Linked DNA regions of Mus musculus: region 1 is linked to region 2. Evidence: chromatin contacts called from public HiChIP or PLAC-seq data. All regions are on one chromosome and are shown on one strand. Each heading gives the region's core, a stretch centred on a gene start, on an enhancer-like site or on the middle of the called end of the contact. The rest is flanking DNA. Distances are from core to core; before and after follow the strand shown.

The links. HiChIP or PLAC-seq counts read pairs in DNA pulled down with a chosen protein or histone mark.
Region 1: a CTCF HiChIP or PLAC-seq map of pro-B cells shows a contact between it and region 2, with 7 times the contacts expected there. The contact joins the enhancer-like site here to the promoter of Ptgdr in region 2. A contact is called at or near these places in 9 of 39 promoter capture datasets (the 3T3-L1 cell line, the HPC-7 cell line, cranial neural crest and 5 more), 1 of 15 datasets of contacts at CTCF or cohesin (pro-B cells), 27 of 484 Hi-C or Micro-C datasets (B cells, the C10 cell line, ECoMG myeloid progenitors and 15 more), 5 of 115 datasets of contacts at active chromatin or transcription factors (acute myeloid leukemia, bone marrow-derived dendritic cells and embryonic stem cells) and 1 of 9 other capture datasets (embryonic stem cells).

Annotation. Positions count from the first base shown.
Region 1 is chr14:45,141,408-45,144,159 of GRCm38.p6, forward strand. Txndc16 (thioredoxin domain containing 16) reads right to left here. Exons shown (of 21, transcript NM_001310534.1): 19 at 566-726. Among named protein-coding and RNA genes, the nearest start is that of Gm34362, 34 kb to the right of the region's middle. Within about 2 kb of position 1,349, at least 13 of the 459 cell types and tissues checked have an H3K27ac peak or open chromatin away from gene starts, as enhancers often do. A contact at or near this core is called in pro-B cells, where this site is marked.
Region 2 is chr14:44,858,017-44,860,716 of GRCm38.p6, forward strand. Ptgdr (prostaglandin D receptor) reads right to left here and starts at 1,359. Exons shown (of 2, transcript NM_008962.4): 1 at 395-1,359. The coding sequence starts at 1,237. It overlaps Gm16976 (predicted gene, 16976), which reads left to right and starts at 565. Exons shown (of 3, transcript NR_167765.1): 1 at 565-1,434.

The sequences.
Region 1 (2,752 bases), core at 99-2,598, 280 kb after region 2:
GTGTGCACATGTGAACCGCTTATCTGTAAGGGTCATGTGTGCACATGTGAACCGCTTATCTGTAAGGGTCATGTGTGCACATGTGAACCGTGCTCACAGACATTTAATGAAGCACCAGTGATGCATCTAGAGAACACGCCAGAAACTGCCACAAAGGGATGCACTGCGTGAAGGCCTTCTCCACTGCTATTGGCTGACTGTCACCACACAGACTGAAGTCTGTAAATATCTCAATGCTTACTTTCCTATTTGCCACTGTTTTCAGGGGACATCTACTACTTTTTAAAATCAGAAAATAGTACCTACAGTTATTTTACAATAACAGGTCTAAACAAGGTCATCTTTGAACTTTTCTGAGGAAACTAGTTATAAAAATATCATGATGGTGTATTTAGTTGCATGTTAACTCGAAGGCTATAGAATTTCATTTACTAATGAAAATGTAATTCGACTTCCTTCATGTAGCCTTGAACTCATGATGCTATGATTTTAGGCAGACACCACAACACAGACTTCCCCCAGCCTTCCTCTTAGAGCAAAACAAGACCATACAACATAGACTTACAGATTTAACCAGCAAGGGGTAAACGAATCCAGCTGCTTCTGTCTCACCAGTGCCAGGATCGTGTTCCTGTACTGAGGGTTTATGCTGCCACCACTAAACAAGAGAAGTAGCGGTCTCTGAAATCTTAAATATGTGGGAAGATTTTCCACAGTGATTTCTGGCTGTTAAAAAAAATAATTAAAATTCCTCAAACAAAAACACAGGCATGATACAGCATAAATCAGAAATGATGTTCAAATCACTCACGCAATTTTAGTTTATAAAATGAAATTCACACTTTTTTTTCAGAGATTTGACCACAGTAAGTAAATCTTTAAAAATTCTTACTCAATACTATATCACAGTAATGAATTATAGTCAAAATAAAATTGCTAACAGACTTTAAGAACACAAAGGTTGGTATCTCTACAATAACTCATGCTGAGCTCTGGACCTAGATTAGCTAGTACACCCATGACAGACAACACTCTTTCACTCTTCCATCGAGTATGGGGTTTTTTTTGTTTGTTTGTTTGTTTTTTAATTTACTAGAGATTAAACATAAGCGAAACTGAAATTATAACCTTTTCCCCCCTCTCCATGATTAGCTCGCTTTTTCCAAACATATGTATCCTTTGGATGTTTAAAACAATTAAAGATGTGCTAAACAAGCCCAAACGCCAATTTTTACCTCTTCTGGGTTTAAAGCAGCTGAAAGGAATTTAGTGAGGAGTAAGAGATCTAACTGTCTACCACCTTCCTGTTACTGCTTTACAAGGGTGTCCCGCAGTAGTACAGTGCCCTCTGGAGGCACTGTGAGCTAGAAACATCATCTCATTTCAGATGAGAAATGTTCCCAGAGGCTCTGTAGGGAAGGAGAAAGCAGGCTTACTACCTACCAGCTGATTTCACTGGGTCACTAGAAACCCTTACCAACAACTTGACTTTTTAAAACCATGCCAACAACCTTTACCCAAGCTGGCATATACCTTTCCCTTCCCTTTGCCAATCACTCTTTCTTCTACTTCTTTTCTTCATTCTCACAATAATCATCTTAGATTTCCTACGCCACAAGTTAAATCCTACGTCTGCTTCTTCAAATGCCCTAGGCTGGCCTTCAGCAGTTCTACCTGTTGCCTATCTCTGACATGGATGGCATCCTCTCCTAAATGATGACACATCTCTCAGAGCCCTAGAAACATGAGATGAAGGTGACTTCTGCTCATCTCATGTACTAAGAATAAGAAGCCTGAGGTGTAAGAAACTTGCTGCCCTCGAGGAATTCACTCACTAGAAGAGAGAGGTGTGCAAACTGCTGTGATCCCTGAACACTGCTCATGTTCAACAGCTAAGGAAGCCAACCTATCAAAAAGACAAGGGGAGGGGAGGAAGTGTCACTCTGATACCGTAGAAAGTCCCTGTGTCAAGAATAAGGTCCTGACAGGCTGGGTTTGTACTCCAGCAGAGCTACAGACACTGAGGGCTATCATCACAACAGAGAGAGCTGTTACAGCTACATGTGGGGCATCAGGGAGCTGACGGATGACAGCGTAGGGAAAGCAAGAGGCAAGTGTAACTGCACGACCAGACAGGAACGATCCATCCAGGCAGGGTTCTAGCTCCTGGGAACTGCAGATTTTCTATCAGACTGGTGACCTGGACAGACCGGCCTGTTTGCAGGAGGATGACTAAATAGAATAGGAATTTGGGACAGCAAAGGTCAGTGATGGCCAGTCTCCTTTTCCATATCAGCCAAGAGAGAAAGACCAAGCTGTCTAAAAGATAACAAATATCCAACAAGGGGAAACTAGTTAATACAGAGCATTAACACAAATTATTACTGAGCAGATATTATAAATAAGCATTAATATATTTTCCTTCATGAAAATATACTTAATAAAGAGACAGGGGAGTAGGAATGGGATGAGGAACTGTAGGAGGGCAGACTGGGAAGGGAGTAACAACTGGAGTATAAAAAAAAGTAATAAAATAAGAAGAGACTGATAATTGTTTTTAGATTTTGGAGAAATATATTCTCAAGTTTAAACCTGGAGAAGTTACAGCTGAGTCCAAATTCCTTCTCTATTACTCTTGTATTATTTGAATATATAATTTACTCTACTATGTATATGTTAAGGTAGCATTTCTCTAACAATATGTCTCTTAAAAATTATTAGAACAATGATTTAGAAAACCACATGCTGAAAA
Region 2 (2,700 bases), core at 109-2,608:
AGGGCAGATCTAACAAAATAAAATATTACACAGCATGTGCCCTGGTGAGGAAATAGAGAACTAAGGTCTAGAGCACACAGATGACTGGAGACTTCATGGAACCGGAGAAGAGAAGAGGCGGGTGTCTGCTAACTGGAAAAGGATTTGCTGAGGTCAGGAGACACCACCGGATTCATCTGTCTAATCTTTATCTGACTTCTCTCTTCTCCTTCTACACACGGAGCTGTACTTTAGGATTGTGTATGGAATTCACACTCCTGGGGCATTAAGCAAAGGTTCTAACCTCCCAGGGCCTGGATGCAACTCCTAGCCCTTCCAACCCACCTCCCACAAGTTCCCACAGTTCTTGCCTGAGGTGTCCCAGTTTCTCAAACTTTATTGCCCAGCAACTCACAATTAAAGGCAGGGAACACATGGTGAAGAGCACTGTCATGAGAGCCAGCAGCACAAAGTGGTCCAGCTCCTCCAAAGGATGCAGGGACCCGTGCCTGTAGTCTGAGCCTGACTGGGCGCGGTCCCTGGAGCAGCGGTGAGGATAGTGCCTCTGGCGCCTGTGCATGTCATAGAGGTTGTACATGGCACCCAGGTTGCACACCACGGTTGCGAGGACCAGCAGCGCCATGAGGCTGGAGTAGAGCACAGAGAAGCCTATTACCGAAAATGAACGCTCCTTGTGGATCATCTGGATGAAACACCAGGTGCCTGGACAGTACTGCACGAACTTCCCAAAACCAGCAAAGGGGAGCGCACAGAAAGCCAAGCAGAAGGCGGCCACGACCGGTGCCACCAGCACTCCCCGGCGCAAGGTGACGTGCCTTTGGTAGAAGAAGGGGTGTCCCAGAGACAGCCAGCACTCCACCGCCATAGCCAACAGCTGTAAGGTCGAGGCTAGCCCAAAGAAGGACATCAGGAAGGCGAACGTTTCGCATAACTGATTGCCTGAGGCAGGCAGCAGTTCCTTTAGGCTCTGGTTTTGCGCGTAGGCAGCCAGGACCATCGGGCTGATCAGACACTTGCCCAGCAAGTCGGTGACCGTCAAGCCACACACGAGCACATAAAAGACCGAGGGCGGCGGGTGTAGTGGCCCTGGCCGGCAAGACCCCAGTCCCGAGCGCGCCAGCAGCACCAGCGCCAGAAGATTGCCCAGAAGCCCCGCACCGAAGAGCACAGCGCCCATCGTCGCCGAGGAGCCCCTTTCCACCCAGGTGGATGTCTGACAGCGATAGGACTCGTTCATAGCCCTTGTCCCGTCTGACTGGAAGAAAGGCTGCAGCCAGGCCCGCTGTGAAGGAGCCCCAGGCTGCTCAGGGCGCAGCTAAGGCACAGAGGTTGTGCAGCAGAGAGAGCTCCACTGGTGGCTGGGTGTTATTCACAGTCAGCCCTCCTATCTAGGCTCCTCAGTCACACCCTTGAGGAAGGCAGGACTCCACCCCTGTGAGTATCCCGCGCTGCAAAGCTGAAAGCAGCTCTGCTAAGAACTCAGCCTGATGCACAGGGTCCTAGGGAGAGACCTGTACCTAGAGTCAGAAGGAGATGGGGAAAGTACCCAGAATCTGAGTGTCTAAGGCTGGCCCTTCAGAGGAGGCAAGAGAATTGCAAAAAAGGAGAGGGGAACCGAGTAGGAGCAGTGGGGGAAAGGAAAGCCAGGTGCTGGTGCTGGCCGTGAACTCTGCAGATAAGCCAAGCAGGGAGCCTGAGAAAGGGCTATGATTTCCATCACTCTCAAGGCTTGACTCCAAATCTTAGATCGCTGCAATGTGGAGATTAATGGTGAGGTAAGGAAACAGGGGGGGGGGGGCTTGAAAAGTTAGGGGATCTGCTTCAGGTGGCAGATTTTGGAAGCGGCAGAGTCAACCAGGAATCAGGAGTTTCTTAAGTATACCTGTCTGTTTCCATGGTTCGTTTCCCCAAGAGGCAGAGCAAATTTCAGGGGCAGCTCTCTCTGCACATGGAAAACAAACAGGTGATATTGAATAGGGTGTCAGAAGCCACACTGATTGCCATACAACACCATCTGTTCTGGCTGCTTGGTGCCTTTGGAGTCAAGACATAGACTGTGCATGGGAAGTCCTTGGTGTTTTGGTTGCCACAATTTTATTTGAGGAAAGTTTTTTTTATTTTATTTTATTTTGTTTTGTTTTATAGCTGATAGGTAGCTGCAAGTTTCCATGTTGATTTGAAACCAGAACATATAGGCCTTGTTTTAGAGCCGTCCCATTCTTCTGGTCTGTGACAACTGGCGAATATTCTATCCTTCTGGCAGTGATTTTCTTGTATCAAAAGGGGGAGGGCAGAGTTAACGGGAGTTTCTATATTTGACACTCTGTATCCTTGGACAAAAACTGGCTTCCAGCTTGGAATTTAGAGTGATGATTCGGGCCAAATTATGTAAGCAATATATTATTCCTCAGCAAAAAGAGTTTCCTTTGGGGTGCTCTCTATCCTGATTGACAGAGTCAGGGAGAGGGTAGGGTGCTTAGCTTCATATATGGAATCCTGGGAAGTGGGCAGACAAGCTGCCTTTACATGAAAGTCTGGCCAGCAACTCAGGCCATGGGGTAGGAAGAGTTCAAGCTTTGGAATTACAGAGGGCATCAGGGTTCTGGCTTAGTGATCCAACTTTAGCTGTTGAAGGAATTTTAGTGTCCTTCTCTGTGGGGCATGGGACTGCTTTGACCTCACAGGATTGCTGCTGCGAGG